2 separate regions of the Sus scrofa genome follow, and region 2 is linked to region 1. The links are chromatin contacts, called in public HiChIP or PLAC-seq maps. All regions are on one chromosome and are shown on one strand. Each heading gives the region's core, a stretch centred on a gene start, on an enhancer-like site or on the middle of the called end of the contact. The rest is flanking DNA. Distances are from core to core; before and after follow the strand shown.

Region 1 (6,545 bases), core at 3,554-6,053:
GAGGCCAGGTAACCAAGACCAGATGTGGGGGAGTCTCAGGGGTCACGACGAGGCCTTCTGCTCTCCCTCTCAGTGGGCAGGGAGCCACTGCAAGTTCTGAGCAGAGGATGCGATGACTGGTCCTCACCCTGGCTGGCGGATTGCTAAGAGACTGCAGGGAAGCAGGGGGTAAAACCAGGGGTGCACACAGACATCCACAAGTGCTGGCGAGGCATCCACAAGAGACATGCTCTAGGGGCCTGGTCAGCGTGGCGTTTGGATCCTGGAGACGGCCAAGGTAGAGACGACAGCCTTAGCAAACGGCTTGGCTGGAGCGAGAGATGCAGCGGGAGAGGGAGCTGGAGAGGAAGAAGAGGCAAGGACTTTGGCCTTGGAGGCCTAAGCACCAGGAAGGATGGGGTTGCTGCTCACTGGGGTAGAGGAGCTGCAGGAGGAGGAGGAGCCCGGGGGTCAAGGTGAGGAGCGTGGCTTTGGTATCGCCAAGGCCGGTGAGACAACCAAACGAAGGCAAGAGCGCGGAGGTGATCAGGAAAAGGATCTGGGGTTCAGGGGGGGTCCCGGGCTGAACAGAGACATTTGGGAGACCCGTGGGGATGCTATTGAAAGCTCTCTGATCCGATGCAGTGGCCTGGGAGTGAGAAGGGAAGGAGAAGAGAAAGGGCGGGGCTTTAAGGTCAAGGCTGAGAGAGTCTGTTCTCTTTACGGGATACATTCAATCCATTTAACAACAACTGATACTTTGTATAAACAACGCGATCCAACAGATGCGCATGATTCCATGGCTTTTTCAGAAATTAATATTCAAAGGGTGAAAACGAGATGACAGAGAACTCATTTAAAAAAAATGAACAGCAGAGCAAAAAATACTATAGGCCAAATATGTATATACTGTTTGTTTATTTTTTTAGAAGGAACCTCCCATGAGCAAATTAGGAAAACACATGTATTTTTGTCCAGTTAGTTTTATTGAAAATTTTCTAAGCTGAGACATGTAATAAAAATTTTTGCTCCAAGCCCCAATCCATTCCTACTAAGAAGAAACAATTGGAGCGCATGGCCTTCGGACGGGTGCATACGTGACAGTATTAGTTCTCTGAGTCTATGGTGTGTCTAATGATAAATTATCACTTTGGATATATTGTTAGAATAGGTTATAGGAAGTATCATTTAAAAATAACTTTCCATACATTAAAAAAAAAAAAAACTGTTCTGGGGAGTCCCTGGTGGCCTAGCGGTTAAGGATCTGGCGTTGTCATGGCTATGGCGCGGGTTCCATCCCTGACCCAGGAACTTCTGCATGCTGCAGGTGTGGCCAAAAACAAAAACAAGACAAAACAAAACAAAAACAGAAAAACCCCAAACTATTCTGCAATTCAGAGTTTTCATTTATTCAACTTGGCTTGATTCCCAGCCAGTTATAACAACCCTTGCTCGGTAACAAGTGCAAATAGAGTCAGTGCTATAAACCTATTTACAATTTCTTCTTAAAAGACCCATGATACCATTTTGGCTGGGAGACGCTATTTACAAATAAGTAAAAAGATATAGCTTAAAAATGTGGATCTGTGTATTGCGGGAAGGGTCGACAATATTTTGCTACGTATTATGCCAGACTTACTACAGTGTACATAATTCGTTATTTTAATTAATTAATTTCTATGCCGTCTTGTTACAAAATGAGTCAAGGCAGCTTCCAAAATTCACATGATAAAACCAATTTTTAAATAAAGGAAGGTTCAGAAAATTGGAGCCAGTGGGAAAATGAGGGTAGAGAATTTGGAAGTGACTTTTAATATTCACACAACAGCCCCCAGTGCTGTTCTCCCAATAATTCCTCTTACCGTCTACATTTGCACATTTCATTTCCTCTTATTTAACAAAAATTTCAAGCTACTGGCTCAGTTCAATTGGATGAGCATTCATTTTCTATTCATTTAGGTACTTAACAGAGAAACAAAAGCCAAGGGAAGGAGCTGATGGGAAGCAGCGGCTTTACATTAAGGGAGAAGAACTATCCAGGCAGACCATTCACGGATGCGTTTTCTTTTCAGCACTTAGGATGCTGTTGAAAGAATATCTGACCAAGAACTGATAGCGCCTGAGGTCCAGGGTTGGCTCTGCTGCTTATAATTATGATCAACCCTCTTCTTTAGGATTCTGTTCCTGCATCTGAAAATCCGGGCATCTCCTATCCGGCCCATTGGCCTTTATGCAGATGTTGTAGGGAGCAAAAGGCTAACAAATGTGAAAGTACTCTACCCATGGCAAAGAAGTTTAGAATAAAAGGTTTTGTTGGAAAGAGACAAAATGATCAATTAAACACCTAAAAAAAGAAAAGCAAAAAAAAAGCAACCCCCCCCCAAAAAAAAACCGAAAATGAAAGCAAGGTGGAGTGGGTCAATGTTTTTTTTTTTCCCTTGACTCACAGGCATCAATTTCTGCATCTTATCCTGTGTGCTGGCAAAGAAACATCACTCTTTTCTTTTGCTTAACACTTCTGGCGGGTAACTAGCTTGTGGACTTTCCTCTTGCCATGTCTGGCTTCAAGACCATTGCAGCTGAGGGACCACGAGGCTGCAGGCTGTAACTCTAGCAATTCGAGGGACAGTCAAGAGCAGAGACCTGTGGCATGTGAATGTTCCAGGGCTAGGGATCACACCTGAGCCGCAGCAGTGACAACATCAGATCCTTCATCTGTGGAGCCACCAGGGAACTCTGAAAATACTCTCTTTGTGACTGGATGTGGTAATGGCTGCAAGAAGTGCTGGAAATGACTGTTCTCACAGCGAGAGATGGCGGAGCAGGGAGAGTGTAAGTGCAGGTGAGCGGCTTAAATTGTGCCCCCAGCCTTCTTATTATGTGAGATAATAAATCCGGATGTTTGCAGCCACCTATAGTTGATTCTTCTCCACCTTACAATTGAAAGTCCTACCTGCATATCCATGACTCTTCACCTACTTGCTCACTCATGCAGTCCATTTTCCGTTCTTCCAGAACACAAACTAGGGCGATGCTTTCTACCCAACGGATGCTGAGCAAATGTTGGAATGGCTACTAATAAGGAATAATAAGAAAGAACCCAGGATTATTGGGCGTTACGGTATACACTGGTTATGGTGCCTTTGTCTAGATGCTTCTCTCTACTTGTAAGCAGTACCCATGTCAGGTTCTAGCAAAATTCCTGGCTACTCATTTCTGGAGTTGGAAAAGAAATTTCCTTTCCCAACTGAGGATCTCTATTGCTTTCTAACGAGTTCTTAAACTGCTGTTCCCATCAATATAAAAAACTCTAAGAACGAAAAGTATGATTCAATAAACAACAGGTTTTTTTTTTTTTTCATTTTTTTCTTCTGGGATTTTGTAGAGAGCGAAATGGAAACTAAGGAATAAGGTTGGGAAAAACACATTATTTAAAAAAAAAAAATCAACCAATTCTGGACACTTAAATGAAGAAACGAAACCCATCCCAAAGTCCTTCTTCACTGGCAACTTACTGTTTCAAGTCAAAATCTCTACTGGGTTTTAGTCGACTATTCAGTAACCTTAGATGTATTCTAAGGGTACCATTTATGGCTGTGTTTATCTGGAGACGCAACTCCTTCGATTTTCATGTGTTCCTTCAAATCATAATGCTATTTCAAAAATCCAAAGAACTTTGGACTCTCCTGCTCCAGAGAAAAAAATGTAAACCCTGTACACAAGAAGGAATAAAACTGTCACAATTAAAATCCACCCTATCAAATTAAAAATGAAACCCTGAATGATTGCCTAGGGTATAACTGCTAGGATGCAATTTCTTCCATAAACCAAAGAGAAGGAAAAACGCTTTTCTCCATTTATTAAGTCACTTCTGGTCACCACTGAGGGCACGTCGAAGAGCCCTTCCCAGGACCCAGCCCTGCTGGACTCGCCACGAGGGGTTTCACACCGAGCCACCACTTGGCACTGAACCGAGAAGGATGCTTTGCCTTTAAAACTCTGATACTCCCCAGCGGAGGTAAATGTCACTGAGAGTCACGAGGACATTTTTTTCGGCTAACAAACACCTTGAAAGAAATCACTTTGGCTGTTTATGAGAGCAGAAGCTCAAACACGGGCAGGGCTGGCTTAGAACCTTTGCGAAGCTCTGCGGTGGAGGCTGGATGAATAGCAGGTAAGGAGGTCAGGGTGCATTGAAAGGGTCGGAATGCATGAAGCTCAAGAGAATTTTCTCACATGCCTAACAGGTGCCAGGCAGCCTTTCTGGGCAGCTGGGCCACGTGACTGAACAAGTGTGGTCGAAGAGCCCAGGACTCTGCCGGGAAGCCCTGAGGGCGGATGATGACCCGAGGGAGATGGAGAGCAGCGAGCAGCCTTTGTGACATGGGAATGGGTCGAAGGACGGGAGAGAGCTCGGGTATCATATGCTTCTGCTCCCCTCCACCTGCATGTGTCACCAAGTGCACATGCATTCTGTCGCTGCAGACGGGGACAAGGCGAGCAGGCTCCGGTAGGAACACATATATTTGGACATCGAATGGGTCGGGGTTATGATCCGTCCAGAGAGGTGAAAGCTGTCCCCTCCTCCATTTCAAACTGCCTAAAATAGTCTTTTTCCTCCTCCCACCTGGCCAAATGGTTTTTTTCCTATCTGTGACATCACATTAAAGCATCTCGTCTTTTGTGTGGGGAGGCATCGTGCTGGCGAAACAATTCTCTTAGTTTTTGCATCACTTGCACGCGCTGTCTTGGCTGACTCCTCATGAAATGGTGGTGAAATTTAGAAGAAGCCAATGATGTGACCCCTGGCACATAAACAGTGGTTATTTAAAACACAGTGGTTACAGAAAAGAGGGAAACGGAAATCATATATAATTATCTGGATGTGTCAGTACGGGGTGGCTTCTTGTTTGATGACCTGGGGTACCGCTGGAGTCCTTCGGACTTGGCATGCAAAAGAAGCCTTAGGAAAGATGCGATTTGTGCCGGGAAAGAAGAGAACAGAGAGCAAAGCTTGGCTTCTGGGCTTGGAATCCTCATCCCAGCCTCTGACCCTTGCTCCCAGTAGTTCTCATTCGAAATTTCCCATGTGCACTAAGCTGGGCCCCAGCTCAGGCTGACCAACCAGCAGGGTGGGAACGCGCTGGTGTTCCCACGTCTCCAGGGTGCTCGGCACTTTTCTTCAGCCCACAAGGGCCGTGCCTTCTCTTCTTTTCCTCTCTCCAAAAAAGAAGCCCTAGAAGTGTCAGCCCTGGGACTCAGCTGACGCTTTTCTCCAGCCTGCTCTGAAGCTCTTATTCATTCCAAGAGCCACGATGAATTTTCTCTGGAATTCCCAACATCAGGGACGGAAGCCACAATTTTCGGAACAATTAATGTGTTCCTGATTTAGTCCGTGAATGCTTTCTGCCTTACACCACCAGTGACCCTTTCTAGATAGGCACGATTCTTCTCTTTTATTTCCAGGGTTCCCAGAGAGAGTATTGTTTTATGTCTTCTCATATGCAAATAGTTGTTGAGAGCAGAAACGGAGGCTTATGATTTAAAGGTTAGGGAATCTTCGGAGTATGGGCAGTGAAGCAACAACAAACGACAAAGATGCATTTTTTTTTTCTTTAGCCATGCATTATTGCAGTATTTTTTAAACAGATAATTACTCCATACTCGTTTTCTGCCAAGTATCTTCTAGGTGCTGTGGCTATTAGTAAATACAACAGACCCCCCCACCCCCGCCCAGCCTTCATATGGTTTGCATTCTGTTAGGTTCCAACAAGCATAATAAATACATTATATAGTGAGTTGAACGTGATAGGTGCTACGGCTGAAAGAAACAGACGTGCGAATGGCTGGGTGTCTGTATGTGTGGGAGCAGGTCACAGTGCTACACTGTGTGGTTGGGGTGGGCTTCATGTGAAGATGACACCTAAAGGTGCTTTAGTAGGGCAGGCGCCTGGTCAATTTCATGTAATAATAACGCAGTGATTTTTTTTTTTTTTTTTTTGGAGGGCCTAGTGTATGTCCGTTTCTGTCCTAAGAGCCTTATTTTATTTTCTTTTGGCCACAACTGTGGTAGGCGGAAGTTCCCAGGCCAAGGATTGACCCCGTGCCACAGCAGTGACCCAAGTCACAGCAGTGACAACACTGGATCCTTAAGCTGCCGAGCCACCAGGGAACTCCTGTCCGATGTGCCTTAAAATGTCATTTCTAATTCTCAAAATGATCCTGAAAGCTTCATTTCATTTTTTTTTTTTTCCCAAAAGAAGAACGAAGACTTAGGGGAGGTAAGTAAGTGTAGGGCCAAGATCATGGGACAAATGCGAGGCGGAGCAGAGCTCTGAATTCTGGGAGCTGATTCCAAAGCTCACAGTCTCCCCACCATTGTGGGAATTTCCCAAGATGTGGTTTCCTAAGGTGTGGTTAGGAAACTGCCAGAATGCCCTGGAGGTGTTCATTAGAGAGTTTACAATGCTGGAGTTCCCGGCCTGGCACAGCGGAAACGAATCTCAACTAGGAACCATGAGGTTGTGGGTTCGATCCCTGCCCTGGGTCAGTGGGTTAAGGATCTG
Region 2 (7,062 bases), core at 1,715-4,214, 210 kb after region 1:
CCACTGTCGTGGCCTGTGCCACAGATGCGGCAAGGCAGGACCCTTACCCGCTACACCACAAGGGAACTTCCTGGCATGTACTATTTTTATCGGTTTGCTGTCAATCTCTCTATTCTGTGTAATCTCTAAAAAGGATGTATTGAATTATTCTATTCACTGATGTATCCATGAGGTTTAGAGCAGTACTTCTGTGTTGCTCATTTTGTATATGCTCAGTAAATACTCGTGGAATGAATTTATGGATGGAATCTGAAAATGGATACAGAATTTTGTGCGTGTGCACTTCGAGGGAGAGAAAATGGATAACTTAGATCTTATTCTGTGCAGATTAGCTCTGTGGTCTAAAAAGACTAAGAACCTCACTTATACATGTAAAATGCCATTTCATTATCAGCAGCATCATTACTGGCAATGTCCATAAATGAAAACTCTGCAGCTGATAAAATGCTCACTTCACTAGAATTATGCAAAATAAAGAGAAACTGAGAAAGCAATGATGTGGAATGTTTATATTTGACTTATTTCTTTGCCTGCGGCCGTGGCATACAGAAGTTTCCAGGCCAGGGACTGAACCTGTGCTATAGCAGTGCCCTGAGCCATAGCAGTGACAACGCTGGAGGCTTAACCTGCTGAGCCACCAGGGAACTCCAGAATGTTTATATTTTTAGGACCTGTCATTGTTATTGTAAAAATAGTAAAATGTACACCAGAAAGAATTCAATCCACACTAAATAATTTAGATCACTCCAAATTCTATTCTGATCCTTCCTATTGAACATATGGATACAGTGACCCACGCGTCATCAATGACTATGTACTTTTTGTCTGTCAAGGTTTCCCTAAGAGATTTTAGCAGGAGCTCCAGAGGGTCAAGTCTGGGTGGAGAACTTGGAGGAAGACCTATACAGACCTAAGTTGTAATTCTCAGCACCAATGGTTTCTCCCGGCTCTGTCTGCTTCCCCACCTATCCTGTCTGCTAAAATATAAACTGCATAGTCAGGGCTGAACGAGACACAGAAGTGAAACAATGTGTGTGCGCGGAGATAAGAATTCTGGATGAGAGCAGGGGTTAGGAGAGGAAGTCGGAGGACAGAAAAAGATCGGGTCAATGATGTACAAAACATAGAGACCAAATGGGCTCCAAGGAAAGTGATAAGGAAATTAAATTAGAGGGAAAAGAACGGGAAGACAAAACAAGGTCAAAACAGCCGTAAATAGCTACATGGATAAGAAATACAAGCAAAATGGTAAAGAGGAGGGGAAAAGGATTGTAATAACAAAGGAAAAACGAAATACGCAGCAAAGGAAAAAGAGAACATCAAAAAGGGGGTAATGACACATCATGAAAAGAAAAAACAAAAAATATGTCCATACAGAGGATTCCATAGGTGTAAAGGGATGCGATCACGCAGGGATTTTAACACACATAAGATCCAGCATAGGTAAATGTATCCACTCACGTTTCCTATATGGGTTATTACAAACCATTAAGTAGATTTTCCAGCGCCATACAGGAGGGTTTCATTCACCATCCTTTTATACAGAAGTGCGCATCTGTTATTCCCACCCTCCTAAAACGAATACAACTTCGTGCATCAACTATATTCCAATAAAATTAAAGTTTACAAAAGAAAAAAATATATATGTATATAAATACAGAAGGAAGAAAACGCAGAGGTGGTCACGCGCCGACTCTCGCCAACCTGGGGGGGGGGAGCGGTACCAGAAACGCCTCCGTTGACTAATGGGATGTGGCGGGCACCGTAACAGTGCCCCAAAGAGGTCCACGCACGACCCCCTGGAACCTGTGAACACGTCCCCCTACAGGGTAAAAGGACTCGGCAGATGTGATGAAGCGTTTGGACCTTGAGCCGGAGCCGTCACCCTGAATGATGCGGGTGGGCCCAGTGGACTCCCAATGGGTCTGTGCAAGTCAGAACCTCCCCCAGCCCAGGTCTGCCGGCGCGAGAGCGCGATGGGATGATGGGAAACAGGCACCAAGGCCCAGGAAAACAAGTATTATGAACACCAGAAATCTCAAACACACGCACAGGCGAGGAGCAAGCTAAAAGTATGTTGAGGCGTGCCTTTTTTTTTTTTTTTTTTTTTTAGGGCCACACCCGTGGCATATGGAGATTCCCACACTAGGGGTCCAATTGGAGCTGCAGCTGCAGGCCTGCACCACAGCCACAGCTACTGGGGATCTGAGCCACCTCTGCGACCTACACCACAGCTCATGGCACCGCCGGATCCTTAACCCACGGAGCGAGGCCAGGGATCAAACCCACGTCCTCATGGATACTAGTGGGATTCTCTTCCACTCAGCCACAACGGGAACTCCCATGCCTTTTGTTCTTAAGCTTCTTTTTCTTTTCTTCGTACGGCTGCACCTGTGGCATATGGAAGTTCCCAGGCTAGGAGCTGCAGCTGCCGGCCTGCATCACAGCCAGGGCAACAATGGGTCTTAGTCGCACCTGCGACCTACGCCACAGCTTGTGGCAAGGCCGGATCCTTCACCCGTGGTGGGAACGCCTAGACTGTGTTTTCAGCTAAGGTCACCGAATGAGTATGGTCATCTGGGTTCCTGGGGCCGCCTTAAAACTCTGCCCTCAGAGCCAAGCAGAGGGCTCTGTGTGATGCGCTGGAGGACAGGGATGGATAAGGGGAAGGAGGAGAACCCGTTAGAGTAGCTGGACTGTCCAGAGCCCCTTGGGACGATGCAGGCATTCATTCCTACACAGCTCAGGGCTCTCCCAAGACCTCCTGATTGCAGCGGAGTTGGCCAAGTAACAGCCACGATGCAGAAGCCGATGCCTGGGGCCAAGCGATGCGATCTTCAGAGACCTTGTGTTGCCAGGCGGCCTGCTGCAGCCCCTTTTTCTCTGCGCTCACACAGAGCAGACTCCATCCCATGACCTGTGATGAGGGCCTCACACACCAGTCTCATCCTGTGGGCAGGGGCCTCTCAAAGGCCGGAAGTGGGTAGCTTAGTCACGGCTCTGCTCGGCTCTGGGTGTAGGGTGGATGCGCGCTTCTACTTCTTAAAATGACGCTTCACACACTTTTAGGTTTTTATGCTAATCAGTTCAAGGGAAATGGCAGTTGATTCATGCAGGGTAAAACTTCACTTGCCTGGAAAGCTCCTGCATCTATTTCCCAGCCGTCCTTAGCAATGTCTGATCCACGATCATTCTAGATTAAATTCATCAGGGAGGGATGCTGCTTGCCCTGAATCCTCAGCCTGCAACACGGTTTGGCCTTTTTTTTTTTTTTTTTTCCTTCACTAAGCCACAGTAACCTTGCACAGAGATGATACAAATGGCTTAGCGAATTAATTGTTTAAATCCTTATTGAAATTCTACATATACGTGAGCCTGTGGGTTGAATGATTTATCCTTTTGACCACTTAACAACAGGATGAAATACTAATAAAACTAAATATTCTGCCACCAAAACAATAAAACCATAACTAGGATGCGTCGGTTTCGTGCCCTCATACCAGGAAATGATTGATGCTAAAGCTTCAGGCTCTAGTGCTGGTGCCTAAACTTAGCTGATTTAAAAATATGGTTTCTGAGGAGTTCCCATTGTGGCTCAGCAGTAATGAACCTGACTACCACCTATGATGATGTGGGTTCGATCCCAGACCTTGCTCAGCGGGTTAAGGATCTGGTGTTGCCGTGAGCTGTGGTGTCAGTCCCAGACATGGCTCGGATCTGGCATTGTTGTGGCTATGGCATAGGCCAGTGGCTATAGCTCTGATTCAACCCCTAGCCCAGGAACTTCCGGATGCCATGGGTATGGCCCTAAAAAGCTAAATACATATAAGGTTTCTGAGCCACTGAATCTGGATCCCAGTAGAAGAGGATCAGAGTATTTGTCTGCCTCCCTGGATGGTTTTAGTGTAGCCAACCCTTGTAGAAAACTTCAGAAGAACACTCATTTTTTTTTCCACAACCATAACTTAGGCGGTGAAGGAAAAAATAGACAAGTTAGAAAACTTTCTCTAGGTTTTACAAATAGTTTCACTTTCTGAAGTCAAAGGAGTCATTCAACACAGTGACTCTAACTGAGAAGATATTGTTGTCTTTTTTTTTTTTTTCTTCAAAATTTAAACAAATGTTATTTTTTTAGGTCACACCAGTGTTCTTTAAGGGATGAGGCAGCGAATGGTGCGGCACTGTGGCACAACTTACCTCAACACATATATTTTGTTTGACATTTTGATTCTTTTTTTTTAATTTTATATAATGATTTTTATTTTTTTCCATTATAGCTGGCTTACAGTTTCTTTTTTTTACTTTATGTAATGATTATGTTTTAATTTGTAAAATTTTGATTCTTTGTGATGCATCCTTGCCTGTAATGTATTCTCCACGAAAATCACATAAAACACCAAGTGATGAGCCATGTTTTGAAGAGAGACCCACATGACAGTAACTATTCCCCTGGTTGTCCAAAACACAATGCATGATTCAAACAGTTCGCGTAGAGAGTGGAAGATCTGTTTGGGGCTGTGAATAAATTACAAACTCAATGTAGTTCTCAATTTAGCACTCTGGCTCTTACCCTCTTCAAAAGGGACTTTTACTAAATTCAATGGTAAGTTTAATTTTAGATAATCAAGCCCCAGACCAAATCGGTGCCTACAGTGCATTTTTGTTAACCTGGACTGGGTCTCCAAGACTTCCCTCCTTAGGCAGGGAAAACAAGGAAGAAAAAAAGAAAAAAAAAAAAAAGCCCCCTAGATTTTCAGCTGGGCACAGTTCCTGGATTTGTAACTGTGCTGATTTCCCCATGAGTCACACTTGTTCCTAGTAAATGCCAGACTTTCCCCTTTTGGATGCCTGAAGAGAAACTTCTACTCAACAATGGAACACTGGAAAGTGATGAGGAAACCACACAATTGTGTCCAGCTCAATATGACCCAGAATGGCCTGGTGTTTTAGAGCAGAGCTTCTCCCTCTTGAAGGTGCAAGAAGGACCTAGAAGGTTTGTTAAGACACTTATCCTTGGGCCCCACATCCAGAGTTGCCTGTTCACTGGTTCTGGGATGGGATCTGTGATTCTGTATTTCTCATGAGCTTCCAAGTGCTGCAGATGCTGATGGTCCAGGGACCACATCTGGAGTAGCAGTGGCTCAGGGCAAGCTTTTTCAGCCTCAGCACTACTGTCATTTGAAGCCAGATAATTCTGTTTGGGGGGGTACAGATAAGCATTGCAGGATGCTTAGCAGCATCCCTCGTCTCTAGCCACTAGATGCCAGTGGTACCTCCCCAGCTATGACAACCAAAAACGTTTCCAGATATGGCCAGATGTCCTCAGAGGGCCACCCTGTTTCCACTGAGAACCACTGGCTTGGAGGATGGGTTCTGAATTTTAAAAGCTCTGCGTTGAAGTCTGGTTGAAGCATTTTACTACCCATGTGATTCAGGGTAGCAGCGTCCAAATTGTTCCATCATGAGTGGGACTGAGCGTCCCCCACGGTGCTGCCGCAAGGACTGTTTAAACCACAATGTATGGGATCAGGTAGCATGGGGCTCGGCCCCAAGGCAGGGCTCCATAAGGGGCAGTGAGTGTGTTTTTTTTAAAGGACAGTCTTAGAAGGAGCCAACATCCTCCAAATTCAGTTTGTCACCGAAGGGCAAGTTTCCACTTACTGAATTCGTGAAATTAGAGCATTCAGAGGCAATAACAATGAAAGAAGCCCCGCACCTATTTCTATCGTCATGAGGCTTAAAATCTAGTTCTCTAATATGCTGCATATATTGTTGTGATCCTGAAATAATCCTAAGACATAGCTGTTTCTCAAGTCGTCTCCAAAGCATAATGCTATGCCTATTTGTCAAATCTCTTTCATCCCAATGACCTTAGAAGATAGAAATCGATGACTGTCCAAAGAGCAAAAGAAACTAAAGGCGCTGCGGCAACCGTTTCCCAAGAAATTGACGACAAGGCTGAGGTCACATTTGCGTGGTTCATGTCCAAATCCACACTGTCCTTCCTATAGGGAGTTCTATTGTTAGTTTTTCTCTTTCACCACCAGGAGGAGTACAGAACTTTGTCACACAGTCACAGCACTTGTCAGCTATGCATTACAGAGGCTGGTGGAGTTGAATAAAGCTTCTCCTTACTCCCGAGCCGGATAAAAATATCTCCTGGCGTGAATTCAGCAGAGAAGGCTGTACGCACCACTTCTGTATATAAGGTTCTTTTAAGCCTTTCTATTCCAAACACTGCAGCAACAGCTATTTTTGAGCCTGGGAGGCAAGAGATGACAAAGTTAACTGTCTCCGGGTGCTTTCTTTACATTTAAGATGAAGAATTAGGAATACAAGTAAAAAACAACGTTATGGAAGAGAAGGTTCTGCAATTTAGAAACAAGAAAAGTTTGCGGCCAGCGCCCAATAATAGTCTATGTGGAAGAGGATGGAAAGAGGTGCAGTGAGGGAGTTCCCGTCGTGGCGCAGCGGTTCACGTATCCGACTAGGAACCATAAGGTTGCGGGTTCGGTCCCTGCCCTTGCTCCGTGGGTTGAGGATCCAGCATTGCCGTGACCTGTGGTGTAGGTTGCAGACGCGGCTCGGATCCCGAGTTGCTGTGGCTCTGGCGTAGGCCGGTGGCTACAGCTCCAATTCGACCCCTAGCCTGGGAACCTCCATATGCCGAAGGAGCAGCCCTAGAAAAGGCAAAAAGACCAAAAAAAAAAAAAAAAAAAAAAAAGAGGTGCAGTGAAAGAACGTAGACAGAAAGAGCCACGCGGCTCCCTCAGCATCCCTGTAGCACGTGTTAAAAGGGACGCCGAGCACATCTCTACCCTGTTCTTCCCCTTTTCATCTACTGCGTTACCAAGTAGTAATGGACACATGATGTCAACGTTCTGGTAATTCTGCGTGGAAAATTCTTAAGATTTTTATTTTTATCTTTATTTTTTGTCTTTTTGGGACTGCACCTTTGGCTTATGGAGGTGCCTAGACTAGGGGTCAAATCGGCCTACACCACAGCCACAGCAATGCCAGATCCAGGCCACATCTTCGGCCTATACCAAAGCTCACGGCAAC

What was found. HiChIP or PLAC-seq counts read pairs in DNA pulled down with a chosen protein or histone mark.
Region 2: a contact with region 1 is called in an H3K27ac HiChIP or PLAC-seq map of alveolar macrophages. The contact joins two enhancer-like sites. A contact is called at or near these places in 1 of 47 Hi-C or Micro-C datasets (embryonic fibroblasts) and 2 of 2 datasets of contacts at active chromatin or transcription factors (alveolar macrophages and skeletal muscle).

The regions. Positions count from the first base shown.
Region 1 is chrX:7,932,533-7,939,077 of Sscrofa11.1, forward strand. The region is part of intron 9 of ARHGAP6 (rho GTPase-activating protein 6); the gene reads right to left. Among named protein-coding and RNA genes, the nearest start is that of MID1, 30 kb to the left of the region's middle. Within about 2 kb of position 4,804, at least 1 of the 83 cell types and tissues checked has an H3K27ac peak or open chromatin away from gene starts, as enhancers often do. A contact at or near this core is called in alveolar macrophages, where this site is marked.
Region 2 is chrX:8,141,822-8,148,883 of Sscrofa11.1, forward strand. The region is part of intron 1 of ARHGAP6 (rho GTPase-activating protein 6); the gene reads right to left. Among named protein-coding and RNA genes, the nearest start is that of AMELX, 90 kb to the left of the region's middle. Within about 2 kb of position 2,965, at least 9 of the 83 cell types and tissues checked have an H3K27ac peak or open chromatin away from gene starts, as enhancers often do. A contact at or near this core is called in alveolar macrophages, where this site is marked.